2 separate regions of the Gossypium hirsutum genome follow, and region 2 is linked to region 1. The links are chromatin contacts, called in public Hi-C maps. All regions are on one chromosome and are shown on one strand. Each heading gives the region's core, a stretch centred on a gene start, on an enhancer-like site or on the middle of the called end of the contact. The rest is flanking DNA. Distances are from core to core; before and after follow the strand shown.

Region 1 (4,161 bases), core at 153-2,652:
CCATGTTTGAGCTACACGTAACTGAGAGTGTTAAGTGGTGCTCACGCACGTTTATTAAAAGTTCCGTATGATCTTATATTATCAGAAGATGCAACTATTGTTATGATTCCCTCGTTTATTTTTATCTTATCTTCAATTGGACTTCATGATTATTATTAAATGCATGGAAATATGGAAGAAAGATGGTGAAAAAGAAAGAAAATAACTATTATTAGTATGGTTTTTTCCTCTTTGCGTTGGATTGATGATTTGTTTGTGTTAAATTATAAAGTAAAAATTTAAATATTAAAATATACTCCAAGTCACGTTTTCATAACCAAATCGGTGGTCGAATCGGTAAAGTCATTAATTGTATTGTTTAATTAAATAAATTATTAAAAATTATAAAAAGATAGGAAAATATTCTATAAGTCTACCGATTTGCGGGTCAACCGATCTAATGTTTCTTTTTGGATTGATATTTCAATCAATATGATTTGGTTAAAACAACCATGATTTCAAGTCTTTTTGTACATTTGAAATTTAAAACATCGTATTTTTATTTTCAAGAATTTAATCCCTTTACTTTTTGGATTTAAAATTTACTTTCAAATTATATATAATTGTATAACATTTTAATTGAAAAGTTAATGATATTATCTATTTGAATTAATTAATAACATTATAAATATATAAAGAGCAAATTATGTTAAAATTAAAATATAAAAATTAAATATCAAATTTAAGCATATTAAACGGATTAAAATTAATTTAACTTTTATTATTATTTTTTTGTCAATTTAGCTATCAATTTTTTAAGAAGCGTTGAATTTTTTATCAAAATTTTAAAAATAATTGAATTTGATCATTAATCTTTTAACAAGAGTTGAAATATTGTTATTTTAACAGAAATATTGAGAAAAACGTTAATTTTTTAAACATGATAACTTGTATGACAATTCACGTGTACTTTATACTATTTCTTTATGTTATTTTTTAAAAAATTTTTATGAGACATATATATTTTTGGATTTTGGACTTTTTAAATTTTTGAATTGAATATTTTTATAATATTTAAATTATTTGTTATAAGGCAAATAGTATCATGTAACATGAAGTAGACACAAACTTTCATATAAATTGTTACGTTATCATTGTTAAAAAATTAATATTTAGTTAATATTTTTGTTAAAGAAAAGCAATTCACTCTTATTTTAATAGTCAAATTTAATTTAAAAAAATTAAATTAATAAAAGAATAATGGTTAAATTATTTACTTATAAAAACATTGTGAAAAGCAATTATCCTGAAAAAAAAAAAAGCAGTACGAAAAGTATAGGAGTAGGTGGCAAAATGTAGAAGGTAGGCCGTGCTATTCTAGTGAATGCCCATCACAGCTTATGGTCCACGTTTATTATAGGTTGTCTTAACGTTTAATGGTTTCGGTACTTCACCCATGTTTGGCCACCTTTTCCTTTATTTTGTGTACATACTATTCTCAGTCGAGTTTTTAATTTTACAAGAAATGATGTGTATGTTTTTATTTTTATTTTTATTAATTTTAGTTTTTTAATATTATTTAATAATTTTAGAACAATCAATAAATATATTTTATTGTCGATTGAGTCTTAATTCGATTGGCATATCATTATTGTCAATACAAGAGGATGTGGGTTCGAATATGCTAGAGCACATTATCCTCTTATTTATGAGTTGGGGAGGAATTATGAGTACTTTTTATTAGTTTATTTGTTTTTAATTACAAAATAATAAAAAAATTAACTATTTATATTGAAGTGCTATAAAGTTAAATATATTTAATTTTTTCATAAAAAATAAATATTTAACTTCAATTTAGTTATATTTTAATTTTGAAATGATTATTTTATGTAAAATTAATTAGTTATTTCTGCTGGAAAAAAAATACTAAAATATAAGTTAATATTATAATTAAATAATTAAATATTTAACATGTATTTGTATAAAAGATATTAAACAAACAAAAAGTACAAGGGAAGACAAAAGCAAAGCATAATTATCATTGATAACCATTCTTTAAAAAATAAACTTACAAATAATGAGGCCTTAATTTATTGGAAAGTTTAAAATCTCAAGTTCGAGTCTCATTGGTTACCGATTCAATTGTGCTTTGTAATGTTTAATTATGGTTGATGTGGCTTTGTAATTGCAATTATATTCGAAAACTATTGGATGAAATAAGAAAAAGAATAGAGCAATAATTAAAGTTATTTTTTTATTTAAAATTCATTCAAAAATAAAATTTTAAGGATTTGGAATGGTTTTCCTTAGAGGATTTTGATTTAAGCCATAAAAGGTAATAAAAAGATGTAGAATTGGAATCCGATGAAATGACTGCACAACCAATATTTGATCTGTTTTGTATGTAGTGGTAGTGTGAGATATAAGAAGATGAGATGAGTTGGACCCCTCATCCATTCTCTCAAAATTTAATTAGCATCACTTCAAATGTTATTATATACACATCTTTATTAATTTAAAACTTATTCAAACTAAGACTTCAGTTGAATCAACACTTACATGATTGTTGGTATTTTGGTGTTGCCTCATTTATGAATTTAATTAGCCAACTTAAAATTTACTATTTTTTTGAACAACTAATAATAAGGTTGCAATGGAAAATAAAAATAAAAAATAAAAAATCTAAAATTATAATTAGATATTTAGCATTTATTTTCATAAAAAAACAAAAATGAAACAAGTAAAAGTGAAGATTGATAACAAATTTTAAAAAATAAATTTACAACCAACCTAGCCTTGACTTTAATATTATAACTTCAAATCTCAAGGGATTCTTAATTTATATTTAATTTTATTTATCTCCCACCATTGCATTACTACAAGTGAAGCAAAATTTACAAACATGAAGTTGTTGAATAGTCTTAAGAAATCAAATATTTGGTTAACTGGATCACGGAGTTGATGATAAATCCATTTTTAAAAATACCCAGCTACATATTATATAACTCTGGTTTGAAAGGAATATCCACAATTCCAGAACATATATTTACCATAAAAGATGAAAAATGACACTATTAGTAATGCCCACCCCATATTAACGTAACATAGTTATTTTAGAAGAGAGTTGGGCGGCTGTAAAAATAAGAAAAAAGGGTAAAATTTACCATAATTCTCAAATGCAAAAGCCAAGAGAGCAGAAAAAAGGACAGAATAGCATTGTTTGATTTGAGTAATTAGGGGCGGAAGTAGTGGGAGTCAACTATGAGAGAGAGAGTGTTTGTATGAATCACGAGATGCCTGCTTTCTTCCTTATTATCTGAGACACCCTTCTTCACCCCTTTTGCATTAAAAAGATCGTAATAACAACAACAAGGTCTCAGGTAACATTCAATGACAAAAAACTAAAGTTTGTTCCAGTGTTACCTAGAGAGACGAAGAACAACCAAATAAAATAAATGAATCAATCAACTCATGTCTGATAGTCAAACCGGAGAGGGTCCCGATCTTTGCTGTCCAGTCTTGTCTGACGGTCAAGCTTTGACTTCTTCATTAAAATCCAACGGTGGGAGTGGACCCTCACCATGTTTTTATTATGGTCGATGATGGCTGATTGATGATGATGCCTTTGCCCATTTTAAGATATTACCTCTCCACTCTCTTCTGTTTTGCTTTGTCGTTTCACATGCACAAACTACAATTTGCAATTGTTCACCACCCCTTTTCATATTGCATTTCTGCAATTATGAGTCGGCAATATTATAAGCCCATATCTTCAACTAACACATAAACAAAATATCTTTTCTAAATTATTTTCATTACCTTCCATAACTGACATATCTTCTGATTGTTGGAGGGGTCTCACCACCTCTACCTTGACTGCAGTTCATCATAATGTCCTTTTGAGTATTATTCTGGGGTTGGACTTGGACTACCAAATTTCTATGGCAATTATGACTTCACCAACTTCACCTCTCCTTCGTTTATTTTGCAAATCTATTTTCTTCAACCATCATAAAGTGCATGCAACTCCTACCACCAATATGATGAGCTCCAAACTACCAAAAATGATCGTCCGCATGAGTACAAATTTTAACTATCTCTTGATTGGATGTTAGTCAATACCTAATCACATTTAATACAAGCCCAAATATTTATGGTAAAAACTGCAATAAAACTTTATTC
Region 2 (4,210 bases), core at 303-2,802, 130 kb after region 1:
ATCATTCAATTAGGAAACACTTGAAGGTAACAAAATAGAGAAAAGGAAGAGAGTTAGACAAGACTAAGGTAATTGGAACCTTTGACTCAAAAGGGAAATTTTGTTGAGTTTAATAAGTTCAACTCTTACATTGGGTAACTAGGCTAAGCCAAATGGATCTATAAATAGAAACCTTAACATTTGGAATTTGCCTCTATACTTACACAATGTGCACATGATTTCTTTTTTGGATGATGTGTAATAATGTTGGAAGGTTAGGGAATAAAGCTATGTTAAATTTTGCAGTCTTAATTGTTTTCTTCTTCTTCTTTTAATTTATTTCTTCTCGAGTACACATTGTTAATAATTTTTTTTAAATTTCACCTGGTTCAAGAAACATATTTAAAAATTCCAACAAGTACACATGGTGGAAATACAACTAGTAATTGAATTTAGATGTAATTGCTTGAAATTGTTCATTGTTTGGGTAACCGTTATAATTAACTAATGGGTCTCACTGAATTGTAGTCTACAATTCTTAAGAGAGGGTGAGAATTTGAAGCAATTACAATCAAATTCAATTATCTTATGGTTTTTCAAACATGCTTGTACATTATGTAAGTTTAAAAGGTTTTTTTTTATACAATAATAATAACATTTTAATTTTAGGTATGTACATATATTATTTTTTTCAAATATAATTATATATTATTTTACTAATCTTGTTTAAATAATCTAAATTTTTTTTATTGAGGAGAGAATTTTTTATACATTTTGACCTACTAATGAACTCTTAGCCTAATAGCAAGAGGACTATGTTGTAGTTATGAGAGCTTGAGTTCGATCTCAAGTAACTCCATTCTCCTCCTCAATTATAAAAAAAAACTAAATTATATGGTATTTATTCTAAATTTTTATACTAAATTTATTATTAATTATACTTGGTTAAGGACCGATTGATAATAACAAAGAGTATATGTTTAATGCTTTGCTTTTCGTTTGTAATTTTATTAATAATCATATTGTCGAATACTTTCTTAAGCTAAAGTATTATATATGATGATTTGATTTTAAGTTTTATTATAATTTTTTTGTTAAGTATTATTTATAATTTTTATAATAATTAATATTTTAAAATTATGAAATCACAATTTATTCTAACATTCTATCCATGAAATATGTTTAAAGAATGAAAATTCGAGATTTAATTATTATTATTATTCTTCTCAATGAATTACTGAATGGAGTTGAAATGCACATCAAATAATAACCTTAAATCTAATTATTTAATTTTATAACGAGAGAAAAGGGAAAATAGAAATTCTATGGTTGAAAGGAAGAAAGGTCCAAGGGCACCGCTCTCTGCTACTTGGTGTGGCCACCCTGTCGTCTATTTGACATGTCACTTTCCCATCTTAAACAGCTTTAGGCGTACCGTTTCCCATGTAGTGTAGGGCCTGAAAGCTATGTAGATCTTTTTAACACGCCCCTCCATATTTTCTCTCTCTCTTTCTTTTCTTTTCTTTTTTAATTTTCTCAGTCTTCTCCTCACCTTCAATATAAAAGAGTGAGGAAATTTAACCTACCACCACTTACCTTACATTACTCGATTTGTTCAAATACAAAGCTCTCAGTGTCTAAACTAAGAGGGTAGGAGCTCGGAGCTGACATAGTTTCTGGTTAGTTAGTTTATGGCAATACCACCGGCAGCCATCATGAGCAACGACCCCAACGATAATACCAACATTAACGTCGTCGACGACCGCAACAACAACAACATGAGCAGCAGCAGCAACAGCAAAGATGAACACGAACACGACATGGTCATGCCTGGTTTTCGATTCCATCCTACGGAGGAAGAACTTGTAGAGTTTTACCTTCGCCGTAAGGTTGAGGGCAAGCGCTTCAACGTGGAGCTCATTACTTTTCTTGATCTATATCGCTATGACCCTTGGGAGCTTCCCGGTAAAACTACAAATCCTTAGTTTCCCTCTTGAGTCTTGATTTCTTTCCTTGTGTTTTTTTTTTCTTCATCAATCTTCAAATGCGTGGGCTTCCATCTTATGGTATAAAACGATTTTCCTAAATCACACACACACACACACACACACACACACACACATACATACATACATACATACATACATACATACATATTTGTAATATTAATAGCCGTTTCGGCTAGATAGGACAATCACAGTGATTCATCTTTGGTGTTGTGTGTGTATATATGTGAATTCTCCGGGCGGCCAATCTCAGCCTTGGCAGCAATAGGAGAGAAAGAATGGTTCTTCTATGTGCCTAGAGACCGAAAGTACAGAAACGGGGATCGCCCTAATCGTGTTACGACATCCGGCTACTGGAAGGCAACGGGAGCTGACCGCATGATTCGAGGTGAGAACTCTCGATCAATTGGTCTCAAGAAAACCCTAGTCTTCTACTCCGGAAAAGCTCCCAAAGGTATCCGAACCAGTTGGATTATGAACGAGTATCGCTTGCCTCACCACGAAACTGAACGCTACCAAAAGGTACACGCCTCTCTCTTTACCATCAATATTGCTATATATACAGATGCACTACAGAAAAACCTTTTGGTTTATACAATCCACGTCTTTGTTCTCCTTTCCCTAAACCCTAATTTCTCTTTTAGAAAATTCAAAGTCTAAAAATGGTGCTCAGTGTTCCAGAAGTTTCAGTTTTAGTACTCAGCTGGATCCGTCAGGAAATGAATAATTGCAAGGTTGTGCTCCTTTTGGGGCAAGACAAAAAAGATAAGATAGTACTAATATAACTGACAGATGGATTTCCAGTTTTGTTGTTATTAATTGATTTATTTATTAAAAATTTGTTTCTATCAAAAGATAGATAGGAAGCTGCATGAACTTTAGATTGAATGACTCCCAAATGACCTTAATTACATGTATTGAATACTACTATTACTGCTTCCGAGTCACAACTGTAACCGATGCTCAATGTCGAATAATATTTAGTTGAGGCTCCTTATCTTCCATGGAAAAAAGCTTCGTCCTTCTCTTCACCAGCACCCTATAATATGATTTTCAGGCTGAAATATCACTTTGCCGTGTGTACAAGAGACCTGGAGTGGAAGATCACCCATCACTCCCCCGTTGCCTACCAACTAGGCGGTCAGCAGAGTCATCGAGAGGACAACAGTCAGAGAAGAAATACCCCCAAGAGGCAGCTCAACAAGCCATGGAAAGGTTTCAAGCTTTTGGAGGAGGACAACCACAACAAATGGAGATTGAAAAGTTAACTGAAACTGATGGAAACAGCAGTACTAGTACTTCTGATGTCACAACAGCTCTCGGACTTTCCAAGCAGAACCTGTACCGTCCAATGCCTCCTATTAGCACAACACTTGGGTTGCCATCTGGAATGGAAGGGGAAGGAATGTTCTTAAATCAGTCAAAGCAAGGCTGCTGCTCTTTACTCCCCAATTCGACTACTCTCTTCCCAGTAGGTTCTTCTTCTGTTCCATCCAATGTTGTCGACGACCTCCACAGACTAGTAAGCTACCAACAAGTTGCATTGAACCAGCAGCAATACTACAATACAAATCATCCCCATCCCCATCAACAACAACATCAACCACAATCGGAGTTTTCTACGTTGCCCCCACAATCACAGGCACAACCGCAACAGCTTTCCCTCAACGTACTACCCAGCGCAATTCCAAGTCCAACGGCCTTCTCGGACCGGCTGTGGGAGTGGAACCCAATCCCAGAACCAAATAGGGAGTATAACAATCCTTTCAAGTAGGCGCCGCAGTATTGCTTATATTATATCTACTATATGTTGCTACTAATTTGTATTTATTTCTCTACTGGGATTTAGGGCATTAATTATGAGGTTGTTTGATTCCTTGAGTGATTAATTCTTGCTGCTGTTTAGCTAGCTAGATAGATAGGGTATGTAGCTGCAATTTAACTGAAGGAAGGATAAGGAATAGATTTTGTTATCACTTTAGCTCTCATATATTGTTAGATTTTGAAGGAAAAAAAATATTATGCTTTCCGGAATCCAGATTGCAACCGAAGCTTGATAGTTTTTTCAAAAAAATGAAAATTCTTTAATCTTCAATTCAGTAGGGTCTGGGGGGATAAAATGGAGTTTTGTGGAAGCTGAGTTAATACTGTAGAGAAAAGAATGATGATGGCATGATTGAATATCGAGAAAGATTGTTAGGAGAGTATTGCGGAAGCGCGGTACG

The links. A called contact is a pair of places that touch in the nucleus more often than the background predicts.
Region 2: a contact with region 1 is called in a Hi-C map of leaf, with 2.9 times the contacts expected there. The contact joins the promoter of LOC107914411 here to the enhancer-like site in region 1. A contact is called at or near these places in 9 of 34 Hi-C or Micro-C datasets (anther, callus, leaf and 1 more).

What each region holds. Positions count from the first base shown.
Region 1 is chrD10:10,088,924-10,093,084 of Gossypium_hirsutum_v2.1, forward strand. No RefSeq gene overlaps it. Among protein-coding and RNA genes, the nearest start is that of LOC121222382, 14 kb to the right of the region's middle. Within about 2 kb of position 1,403, at least 1 of the 9 cell types and tissues checked has an H3K27ac peak or open chromatin away from gene starts, as enhancers often do. A contact at or near this core is called in leaf, where this site is marked.
Region 2 is chrD10:10,220,546-10,224,755 of Gossypium_hirsutum_v2.1, forward strand. LOC107914411 (NAC domain-containing protein 72-like) reads left to right here and starts at 1,553. Exons shown (of 3, transcript NM_001327107.1): 1 at 1,553-1,944; 2 at 2,239-2,507; 3 at 3,043-3,892. The coding sequence starts at 1,671. The coding sequence ends at 3,759.